Linked DNA regions of Zea mays: region 2 is linked to region 1. The links are chromatin contacts, called in public Hi-C maps. All regions are on one chromosome and are shown on one strand. The core of a region is the stretch at or near the end of the contact, and the rest is flanking DNA. Distances in the headings are between cores, read along the strand shown. Region 1 holds the start of LOC103630705 (glutamate synthase 2 [NADH], chloroplastic). Region 2 holds the start of LOC100274387 (S-adenosyl-L-methionine-dependent methyltransferase superfamily protein).

Region 1 (5,952 bases), core at 2,319-4,818:
ATGTCAAGAACCTTGCTGCGCCAACCACGAAAGTTCATATTTTTAATAGCCTCCATTTCATCTATATGCAGTAAAGGACCTTGAAGTTTCAGTCGATGACACTGATGTTCTGTTGTTTCAGATAAGTCACCTTCTGGACCAATCATACACTCCATGGATGTGACAATTTTTTCTCTAATTGGGTCGATTGGTGGGTTTGTAACCTGAGCAAACATTTGCTTGAAATAATCAAAAGGCAGCTTCTCTCTGTTTGACATAACAGCGAGAGGGGTATCGTTTCCCATGGATCCTAGAGCTTCTACACCATTTTTGGCCATTGGTAGCAGCAACATTTGGAGTGTTTCTACCGTGTACCTGAAGTTCATCAACTGGGTTATATGTAAAAGAAAAGAAGTATATAAAACACTAAGGTTGAGATGTTGCTTACCCAAAGGCTTTCAGCGGAGCCAAAATTCCATGAATACAAAAGGCTTCCTTGTTCTCGCTCTTTTGCTGCACAAAAGTGTAGAAGAACCATAAATTAGTTCATCTAAGTTTTTCAGCAACAACTTCTAGCCCAACAAACCAAGCAAAAGCCATATGGACTTACTGGAAGCATGCCAATCCTAGGAGCAATTCTCTCAGTTTCAGATACAGATTCTATAATATCTGCAAGTTGTATCTTTTGTCTCTCAAGCCACTCCCCATACGGGCGAGCTCCAGAGTATTGTTTCTTCAATGCATCATCATCCACAATACAATGCTTCTCAAAATCAACTAAAAGCATCATACCAGGGTTTAGCCTGCCCTTTCTCATCACATCGTCATTAGGGACATCAACCACACCAACTTCGCTAGCCATGATCACGCGGCCACTGTATGTCACATAAAAACGGCCAGGCCGCAAGCCATTACGATCCAGAGTAGCACCAAGATAACGGCCATCAGTAACTGTGAGAATGGGGTCAACAAGTGAAGTCAATCCATCAGGACTTGTACAGAAAATATTAAGGAGTCAAATGGTTTCATATTTTTTACATGACACTAGGGCAGGTCCATCCCAAGGCTCCATAAGGGCCGAAAAGTATTCATACAAAGCCTTTTTCTCTGGGTCCATGTTAACGTCATTGTGCCACGCCTCAGGGATCATCATCATCACAGCCTCTGGCAAGCTCCTTCCAGACCGGATGAGAAGCTCAAGTACATTATCAAATGCACCTGAATAAGGACCATTTTTCATCGAATCAATGCTTTTGACAAGACAAATATAATTTAACCTGCCATGTGTAGATAGAATATGGATCTAGTATCCTAGCACTTTTTACTACTTCCTTTTTCTTGCATGTGTAGATAGAAAATGGAACCTGAGTCTGAAGAGGTAACATCCACTATAGGCAGAAGTTTTGACATTTCATCCCTTGATAGACCGAGTCCCTTGCACTCCAGAAGACCTTCACGTGCTGTCATCCTATTAAACATAAAAATATAGCACATCGCAGTGAAATGCGTCCATGAATGCCTGTCATATGGAGATTATTGCTTACAAAACTTTGCAAATTGTGTAGCGGGGTGGGAGGAGGGGGGCTGTTACCAGTTCTTGTTCCCTCTAAGGGTATTGATCTCGCCATTATGTCCCAAAACACGCATTGGTTGTGCCCGATCCCAGCTGGGGAAGGTGTTCGTGGAGAATCTTGAGTGAACCTGTTTGCATGCATGACTAATTAATCAAACCTTCCTCCAATGGCGAAGCTAGAGTAAATTGGAGGAGGGTGCATAGTAATGATTTATAGGTGGTGTATATATATGGTGAAAATCCAGTCTAAATCACTGATTTTGCAAATTTTTGTGGGTGCATATGCACCCTCTCTCATGAACCTAGCTTCGCTCCTGCCTTCCTCATCTTTGTTCATCTATATAATATGCAATATGAAGTATGGTCTCAAATGGATCATCAACACCATAGAAGGCGATGTTAGTTCCTAAACAATTCCAGAAGCCATAAGTTACCTCACACATAACACAATTTCCCTACACTACCCCACAGATACTGACATAACAGAATTTCCTTAGACTACCTAATTGAAGGACACATACACAAATTCTGATTCTGAAATGCACGATGAACCAGTATTGAAACAGCATGCGCAAACAAAAAACCCGCATTGCTACTTGCAGTCCCCGTCTCCTGACTGCGTTTATGAATTTCCTTATATTCTATAAAGTTAATGAGCCTATGTATTTACCAGAGCCATGTAACTTTTGAACCTTTGGTCACCTAAGTCTGCAAAGAAGTACCCTTTAAGTTGAGTTGGCTTCAGCTGACCCTTGTAAACAACAGTCCTGAAGAATAATAAAAACGGATTTCACAAATAGTTTCTTCGAAAAAGTGGAAGACTTGAAATAAAGTAACTTGAGAGGAGCTCAAATCACAAAAAAAATCAGCATCTATATGATACCCTTCTGTTCCTTGATCGTTTCAGATTTCACACGTTATATTTTCTTAAAAAAATGAATAGGGTGATAAAGTGGAACCTTGAAGATAGAGAGCACGTATAGAAATCATTTGGTCCTCCGTGCTCAAGACATAAAGCTTCACGGATGGACTTGATTGAGAGCCCACGTAGGATGTACAACTGCATATGCAATTTGCAGAAGGAAGTCAACAGACAATGTCTATCACACAGATTTCAAATTTTATAGCTCATCAAAATGACCTGTTGCTCAAAGTCAGCCTTGGAGTGCATGCTCTTAGACACAAACACTTGTTCGATCGTTGGTTCAGTTTCAAGCGCTGCTTTGCCCAAGTCCGAGTTGTCTGTTGGAACCCGACGCCACCCAAGCACTACATGTCCCAATGACTCGGCAATCTGCAGTCCAAATACATGCCGGACAAAAATGAACACGCTTTTGTCTCGACTAGATTTTGCCCTTTTCTTCTTCTTCTTTGTACTCTTTCACTAGACTAACCTCATGGAACACAAGCTTGGTCTTCTCACGTCGGTCATCATCGTGGGGCATGAAGAACATCCCTACGGCGTACTCACCTTGCGGTGGAAGCTCAAAGCCGGCGTCCTTGGTGACCTGACACGACACAAAACCAAGCACAAAGTGACCCCTCGGCCACAGAAAGTCCTTCTCCCTCGTTAACAACTTCAACTAAACATAAGCTTGCCTCTCTGAGAAAGGCATCCGGCAGTGCAACAAGGATGCCCGCACCATCGCCGGTGTTCTTGTCACAGCCACAGGCGCCACGGTGGGACATTCTCTCAAGCATCTCGACGGCGTCGACGATCTACAGTTCAGACACAGGCCACGTTAAGCGAACTCTGACATGTACAGGGGCTGGCACAAAGCACTGAGTTACTGAAAGCTTCAGCAAGGAAGAATAAGGAATGGAAGTATGAACTCCAAGCAGGCGCGCGCGTAGTCGCGGAAGCGCTCACGGTTTTGCGGCTGGGCTCGGCGGAGAGCTCGGCGATGAAGCCGACGCCGCAGGAATCGCGGTCCATGGACGGGTCGTAGAGCCCAGTGTCGCCCTGCGGTAGCTTCGACATGGACCTGACCCCCGCCGCGGCCGCCGCCACCACCGAGCCGCCGCCGTGGCGCCGCGCGGCGCGCTCGGCCCACGGCAATGCCCGCGGGCGCCGCTGGGCGGCGGGGAGCGGCGCGCCGCGGAGGAACCGCCCGCCCTGCGCCAGCGACACGCAGCGGCGGTGCTGCAGCAGCGCCCCGGCATGCGCCGCTCCAGCTGCCCTCACCGTCGTCCGGCCACGGGGCCTGCCCGGCGCGGGAGCCGCCCGGAGCTTGAGAGCCAGGCTCTGCGTCGCCGACATTGCCCGGCTTCGTAGGGAAGTAGAGAGAATGCCGCCTCCTCGCCGATGGTACTTATCTACGTGCAACCGCAAACGCAAACAGACAACGCATGAGATTCCAAGGACGTATCAGAAACAAATCTTTAAAAAATCACTGACAAAACCAATGATACCCTGCTGTGCTTGGCCTTTGGCTGTGATCGTGCTCCTCGCGCTCTTCGCCAGGAGACGTACGCTGCGAAACGTAGCGGGGGGTGACGGTGAAGGCCGGTGCTTGTCGTCTCGGCGGCCCTCCGCCTCTGCGCCGCTTCCCTGTCTCTTCTTCACCTCGCAGGATTTCACAGTACGCCGCTCTGTGCTCACTGCTCAGCGGCGCACGCAAGAATTTATACCCGTGCCGTGCGAGCTAAACCCCTGCGTGTTTTAAAGTAGTACTGCTCATTTCTTTTTATTTTTTTTACTATTTTTGTTTATCTCCCCCTCTACCTCGTCGCTCGTCTGATTCTTGTTGATTCCTTAGCTGGCAAAGGCAACTGCCAATTTGGCTGGCATCATTCGTTAATTAAGCTGTCAATACACTACGGTGACAAAGATTACAAATATAGACGTGTTTAAGATAGGTTATTAAGAGAAGTGAAAAATGATTACAAGAGCAACTCCAATAGATTAACAAAAAGATTAGCTAAATTTACTGATTTACCTACTCTTTAAAATAAATTTTAAAAACAATAGACTATTTCAACAGACTTTGTAGATTCAAAACTCTATACCGCGCGTGATGCACGCTATCAAAAAATTGAGAGAGAAAATTAAAGACAGATAGCTACTAAATTTAAAGAGTTAATATAGATATGTCTCTCCTTTAATAATATCTAAATTTATATTTACAAAACATCATGTCTAATCTTTTAGAGTTGCTCCTTTTACTTAGGGTATGTTTGGTTGGAAAGTCAACTAAAATAGAGCAGTTCCATTTAAGTTTTGAAAATAGAGTCATTTTATTCTGTGTTTGGCGAGAACAGAGTCGCTTCATTTTTTGTTGGTTGTAAAGTGAAATAGAGCGAAGTTGTTTCCGTTCTTTGTTTGGTTGGAGAGCCATATGAGTGTAGAGGAGAGAAGACAGATGGGAGCGCTCGCATCCGATCATTTTGTGTAGCGCGAGCATTCCAATTATTTATGGTAAATTTTTATACGAAGACTTTAGAAACCGTCTCACTCTTTTTTTGGAAACAAAAATCTAAAAAAGGAATGGTGTCGTTTCATTCCCCTACACTCCCCAAAAAACACATCCTTACTCCTTCCATTTTTATTCGCATGTATTTTTTGGCTTTGGCGTCGAGGCGTGTAACCTCGACGACAATGAATTTAAACTAAAAGAACATACTTATAAAAAAAAACTTTCTAAAAAGGCCAAAAAAACAAAAATAAAAAAGGGCCAGGTACACCGCCAATTGGTATTTGGTAACCAGCGTATAGGGATCGGCTACCACCGCCGTCGCATCCGGCGGCCGTGACAATGCGGGGAGCCACAACCGCGTCCGCCCGCTTGTAATCTTCTTCTCCCCGGCCGTTTCTTGTCGACCCACTCGGTTTGGGGCTCCCGTCGGCGCCCATCCTGGGCGGCGTCGCGATCCACGAACTACTAACATGTTTCGGCAAGATCTAGACTGGAGATAATCTAGCTTGTCGATTAATATCTGCAACCCGGACGTGTTGTACGGTCACCAGATCCACCGATGCGACCGATGATGCTTACGATGATGTTCTTTAATCATGTGTTCATCAATTTCCAGAGATATAGATCTGTCAATCTCTTAGAGACGTTTACTAGAATCGTTTGTCTCTAAAGATCGATTAATGGATGCAAACACCTTAAGATGCCTCTAAAAATAATTCCATCCAAAAGTTATCGATAACTTTTTAATATGAAATCGGGTAGATACAAACTTTATACCAAAACAATGAAGCTTTGTAGTTGAGAGTTTTTTTTTCTATTTTGAAATTGTTTAGAGTCCCAAAATATTATTTAAGGTTCATATATTTTGAAATTTGAAATTTTTAAACAACCTTGATGTTGTCATGGTATATACCAGAGTTATAGCGGCTATCCTGATCTATGTTTCTTTGATAAGTTTTTATTTAAATTTGTTTAGTGTCTCAC
Region 2 (5,952 bases), core at 1,005-3,504, 270 kb before region 1:
TGTTCATTGACCACTTGGCTTGAGCGTGAAGCCAAGCTTAGAGTAGAGATTGCATCTTGGCATGAGACTTCATCCTACACTAAGAATGCATAGCATTAGATCGGCATAGTAACAAGAATGCATAGCATTAGATTGGCATAGTAGCAATAACAATGCATCAATTCCAATAGTATGGTAAGGTAAAATATAGAATGTTATAACAAATAATGCAACCTAACTTTAGAAATGTGTATTCTGTCAAACAAAAACAACAAAGAAGATATAGAATAGCGACAACAAAAAATGTATCTGTATACATTCTTTTTTAGCAGCTACATGGATATACTATCTTTTGAGTTTTAACAAAAGGCAATACAGAATATACTTATATGTTTTATTTTAAGAAATATGTTGTTGAGCAACATTGTTAAAACCACCTTCAACTTTATAGAGATTCTTTTATCAAAACCGACAAAAAATAACAATAAACATAAAATAATGTAAACATTTAATCTATGATATGTGAAGTCATTTATTTTTCTTAATATTTATCTTAAAAATCACCAAAAAGAAATACATAATACAAAATATTAAGACCAACTATCCTTACCAAACATGCTATTAATAAAGCACCACCTGTCTTGGATAAAGAGTCTTGCAAAATATGGGTTATTTTGCTTTTTCTATAGGGTATGAAGCTCTGGTGGCTGTTTAGAGCTTGCACAACATCCATCACGGCATATAAGGACTTCTTGGAATTTTGTTGAACAAATCTTTCACCATGGCTCTTTTGCTTATCATTGATATGGTCTAATAAAAATTAAAGAATAAAATTTTATTTAGTCATATAATGTAGAATATAAAATTGCAGTTCACGTATGCAAAGTACATACCTGCCAACTCAAGAAAATGCATTTTTGATACAGAGGATTCTTTGCCATTCTGATCAGATTTAGAAATAAAAATAATAAAACCATTGTGTCCTTTAGCTTTGGAAACTTTGGTGCGATTTTGGTGTTTGTCACTATCATAACACAAATTCTGAAACTCCTGAATTGAATTGATTTCAACCTGCGTTAATTGATTAATTTCAGTTTGTGTGATTGAGAAAATGAAAAGACAAGAACATGAATTCAGAAAAAAAAAAGTGTAAGAAAATAGGATACCATAGAGAGGCCCTTCAGATGAGTCCTTCCATCAGCATCCTCTCGCACAAGGACCTCGTTGTTCTTAGGATCCAAAAGATCAAAGACATGGCTGTCTTGAAGCACATGATAAGAGGAAACACTGACAGTTGCCCTAATAGGTTTGGCATAGTCAAATATTCGCTCCATGGCCATAGTGAGCAAGCCCGGTTGATGATCGGACCCCTGAATTGGAAATTTAATTGAGTGAGCTTGATTGAAGACATGCAGTTAAGATATGCAATTCTTACAATTAGCATGAATATAAATAAATGAAAGAAACATACTATAACAAGGTGGGTTTTGCTAGTGGAACCGCAAGTGACTACACATGCGTGGTTGTGGCCATCAGAGGAGAAGATTTTATCCACAAGCTGTTTAACCTCGTTGTGAAAAATGTCTGTGTACGAATCGTCGTTGAGATAGCACCAATCGAGTTTGTGCTCGCGATGTTTGCGGTGGGTCATACTTCAGCAACCCAAAGCCAAAATAAGTCAGATTAGTTGATGAGATCGGCCGGATCTTAAATAAGCTAGAGGAAAAGCAACCAGACTCACTTAGAAAGAGCAGACTCCTTGATTATGGGGACGAATGAGACGGAAGCGGAGGAGGAGTTAGCCGGATCGGGAACACGGGCGGAGACCTGCATGGATCCAGTGGGGTCTCCGCCCGGGCAAATCTTCGCCACTACTCTGACGGGAGCGGTCCTGATCCACGGAGAGTGATAAGGGAGGCTCGGAGCAGCGGTGCAGGCTGCTTCTTCCATCGTACCTTTTATCGGGTGTAGGGGATGACTGGATGACGACGAGGGACGGAGGGCGTCGGGGGCCGCGGGAAGGGAAGAGGAGGGAGGTGACGACGAGACGGTGCCGCTGAGGAGGAAGAGGAAATTGTTTCGTGTGGTAGCCGTTGCTCGTGAGGAGCGCCGAGCGCCTGACCTGCCCTCGTCCCCTTTTGAATTGCGTCCCAAACTCCCAATCGAGTGGGGCGCGGAGGAGCAGGATGGCATTGCGTTCGCACAAGGACAAGGACGGAGGAGGAGCCATTACCGCTGGGCCTTGGACAAACTAACGGCCGGCCCATATCGGCCCAACACTCACGTTTCTCCAGACACAGAGGGCAGAGCGCCGCCGCCGCCGCCGAGTCAAGGAACAAGGATGATGGGCAGTGGGATGGGCGCGTACGGCGGCGCGCTGCGACCGGTGGAGAGCGCGGCCGGGGAGACGATGCTGCTGTGGGGCCTGGGGCAGCCCGAGTCGCACCGCAACAACGCGCTGGTCCGCCAGGCGGCGCACGCCTTCGAGCTCGACGCCTGCGGGCGGCGCCTGTCCCTGCTGCAGTCCCCCTCCTCCATGGCCACCCCGGGGGTCACGGGGGCGGTCGTCTGGGACAGCGGCGTCGTGCTCGCCAAGTTCCTCGAGCACTCCGTCGACTCCCAGCGGCTGCTCCTCCGCGGCGCGCGCGCGGTGGACCTCGGGTCCGGGTGCGGCTTGGTGGGGTGCGTCGCCGCCCTGCTGGGCGCCCATGTGGTCCTCACCGACCTCGCCGACCGGCTCAAGCTGCTTAGGAAGAACGTCGCCCTCAATGTCGACGACCCCCACGTCCCGGGCTCCGCTCGGGTCACGGAGCTTGTGTGGGGCGACAATCCTCACCATGAATTGCTCGAGGAGCCACTGCCCGATTTCGGTCTGCTCGCGTTTGTCTTTTTTTTCTTCTTCTCCTTCTGTGTTTCTTGCATGGACATTCAACTCCTGTCTGCTTCTGATTCATCTTCATAGAATACGATTGATGTCATGATCCTTCAATTCTTTCAGTGCTTGGCTCCGACGTCATATACAACGAGGAAGCTGTGGACGATCTTCTGATCACTCTCAACCAACTCTCAGGGAAGCACACTACTATACTTCTAGCTGGGGAGCTTCGCAACGGTAAGGCTTCTCTTTTTGCGTCCTCTGTTTCCTTTTGGACTGACCAGACGCCATATAAATGTTTTGCATATGATTGTATAGATGCTGTGCTGGAGTGCTTCTTGGAGGCAGCCATGGAGGACTTCCTAATTGCGTGCATCGAGCAGGACCAATGGCACCCTGAATTCCGCAGCAACCGTGTAGCCTTGTTTATCTTGGTCAAGAAACCAGAGAAACCTAGCGCAGAGTAGTCGTCTGTTCCTCGCCTTGGTGTAGAACAAGGATAGGAGGCATCTGGGTTTTCCCTTTTTCCAATTCCAATTATGTTGTTGCGATAGCCAAGGTTTTAGCGCCGGCTTAAGCCATGGAAGTTTGATAGCTCATTGTATGGTTTGCTTGCAACCTATTCTGAAAGTTTGTACAAGAGTGAAAGAAAGGATTTTAGATAACCGATGTCTGAAACTGCAAATGATCTCAGTGGTGGCAACACCTAAAAGCTGATATGTGAGTTTGGACAAGGATGTGCACAGTGGTAGTACAAAGATAGTTTTGAAATGAATTTAAAGAGAAGTCCAGAAACTTATGACAGTACAGAAAGCTCAATAACGAATTGTATTCATTTTATTTGGTTTATGCTTAAACAGTAGTGAAATATGCAAGTATACAACTAGTAACTGTGGCTCTATGAGCTCTATTCCTGATAATATTAGCTGCGTGTAGTTTATGAAACCCATTTGAGTGAATTTTGCGTATCCGTCAGACTGGCAATTCTTGATATTACATACTAGTCTTTACACTTTACAATTTGCCTCTAATGATTTCTTGAAAGTTTATGGAGTCCCCAGTCAGGTAACCTGGCCATCAATTTCCTGATAAGTTATTGTCCAGCATTTCTATGCGAGTTCTCGCCAACAGTCTACATTCTACCGGAAAAAAATGCTCTTATTTGTGTCTGTCATCTTGTTGAAGCTGCCTGACGGATGAGCCTGAGGGACTCGGCGAAGTCGTCCAAAAGCTGATGAGAGTCTGGAAACTGAGCATCATCCACTGCGAGGACAAGCTTGATGGAGTTCGTATAGCTTTGGTAATGTATAGTCAGAGCCTACACACATTAAGATGAGATAATTAAAAATGAGAATCTGGAAGTTGTTCGAGTGTTCGATAGTAGTATTAATGACTAGCGAGCGTTACATGTGGATGCCCGTAGACAGAGGGAGCGATGTAGACGATTGGATGGCCGTAGAACTCCACCTTCTCAGCAGGTCCGACCATGCTTGAGAATGACATGGTCGTATTTGTGAACATACCATAGCAGAGAGCTGCTGCAGCCTGTACAAGTTTCACAGTTAGAGCCAAGCATTCCAGAGTAGTCAAGAGAGAGTTCAAACTGGTCCAAGGTGTTAATTTGCAAAAGATCAGATTCTTGTCATGTGACCTCTGGTTACAACAAAATGCCCAAAAAAAAACTTGCTGTCACTTGTAAGGGTGAAAAAATCACAGCGTTCAGACTCATGTGATCCTGCCAATTTACAGCAGTCCATGACAAGGCTATGCATTTTGATTTGTCCTTTTAGAGAGAATACATGCAGTTGTGACTTTTACTTACTCTTATATGGTTTCTACAAAATCTGGGTTTACCTCTGTCAAAAAAGTGAATTTTAGTTTGTTTCTTCGGATTTAAAGTTTAAACAATCCAAATGATCAGTTTGAACTTAAAATGGATTGCGTCGAACTGCCAAAACCTAACAATTCTACAAGCAAATCAAAACCAATAACCAAAGAAAACATGTTGATATCTGAGTAGATCATACCTTCATGCCAAATAGTTTGACTATTAGGTTCCCACTCCAGTACGTGAAAACCGCTTCTAATGAAGCCTTCTTCCTTTGAGCTGTCCTTTTCCCTTGGCGGATGTATTCAAGAGGATCATCGTGCATGGCTATGTGGAAAGGCAGTATCATGTAACCAATCAGGTTCCCCCATTTTGCCCTATTGTTCTTGATAGAATCCATCATTTCCGCCAATGCCTGCTCAAAATCAAATTGCGAGTTCAGAACAAATTATCCAAGGTAAGTGTTGATATTTTCATAAAAACAGATGAAACAATTACATGTAAACCAGGTGTTCTCCTAATGTTAACAAGGAGAGCTGATCGGACACGAATATTCTGCGATTTTTTCCTCTCGTTGTTGGTATCACCTGACGAACATCAAGAAATATGAGGATAAAATGTAACCTGTTTTTTTTATATATTTTGCGAAGGAAGTGCAGAATTCTAATGTGGAACATGATTGAATACTGATACGCATGGAATTACAGGTTTACACTCACTGGTTTTTCGAAAATAATACCGCGACAACCCTGCGTTAGTCACTCCAATCAGGACATCGTTGACAGTCTGCAAGATCCATGAGAAGATGCGCTTGGTTGAATTCTTCATAAGGAGGGCTACTTGAATAACTAGGAGTAGCAAACAAGAGGGAAGCTCTTACACACTTCATGGCATTCTTGACGAACTTGACGTCGTCGAGGCTGAGCGTGCGGTGCACGAAGCGCTTGCGGCGGAACTCGACGCCCTCGGACGCGGCCATGAAGGGTGTGCGCTGGTCGCGCAGGAACCACGCCGTGGCCACGAAGCACGCGACGTCCACCAGTGTGTGCCACGCGAGCAAGACGTAGGACCACAGCCACAGCGCGAACGCCACGAGGCCCGCGGAAAGCGGGGGGCGCTGCCGGGCGTAGACAGGGCTCGCGCGGCGCGGCGCGGGCGGCAGCTCCGGCAGCCGCGCCGGGTCCGCGGCGCTGCGGGTGCACGCGATGAGCAGCGACAGCAGCGAGACGCCGTCGCCGAGGGAGTGGTGCATGCGGATGGCGACGGTGGC

Evidence for each region. A called contact is a pair of places that touch in the nucleus more often than the background predicts.
Region 2: a Hi-C map of leaf shows a contact between it and region 1, with 2.7 times the contacts expected there. The contact joins the promoter of LOC100274387 here to the promoter of LOC103630705 in region 1. A contact is called at or near these places in 6 of 25 Hi-C or Micro-C datasets (bundle sheath, ear, leaf and 1 more).

What each region holds. Positions count from the first base shown.
Region 1 is chr6:174,756,355-174,762,306 of Zm-B73-REFERENCE-NAM-5.0, reverse strand. It overlaps LOC103630705 (glutamate synthase 2 [NADH], chloroplastic), which reads right to left and starts at 3,568. Exons shown (of 22, transcript XM_023300388.1): 1 at 3,423-3,568; 2 at 3,152-3,271; 3 at 2,947-3,060; 4 at 2,694-2,846; 5 at 2,512-2,612; 6 at 2,223-2,319; 7 at 1,571-1,680; 8 at 1,344-1,447; 9 at 1,018-1,197; 10 at 566-930; 11 at 428-474; 12 at 1-354. The coding sequence starts at 3,533.
Region 2 is chr6:175,021,469-175,027,420 of Zm-B73-REFERENCE-NAM-5.0, reverse strand. LOC100274387 (S-adenosyl-L-methionine-dependent methyltransferase superfamily protein) reads left to right here and starts at 2,254. Exons shown (of 3, transcript NM_001148747.1): 1 at 2,254-2,849; 2 at 2,978-3,091; 3 at 3,173-3,586. The coding sequence starts at 2,321. The coding sequence ends at 3,321. It overlaps LOC100278444, which reads right to left and starts at 2,080. Exons shown (of 18, transcript NM_001352621.1): 1 at 1,721-2,080; 2 at 1,451-1,631; 3 at 1,146-1,349; 4 at 873-1,050; 5 at 590-789; 6 at 1-74. The coding sequence starts at 1,929. LOC100273076 reads right to left here. Exons shown (of 7, transcript NM_001352619.1): 2 at 5,563-5,952; 3 at 5,402-5,468; 4 at 5,181-5,269; 5 at 4,882-5,097; 6 at 4,262-4,399; 7 at 3,807-4,172. The coding sequence ends at 4,026.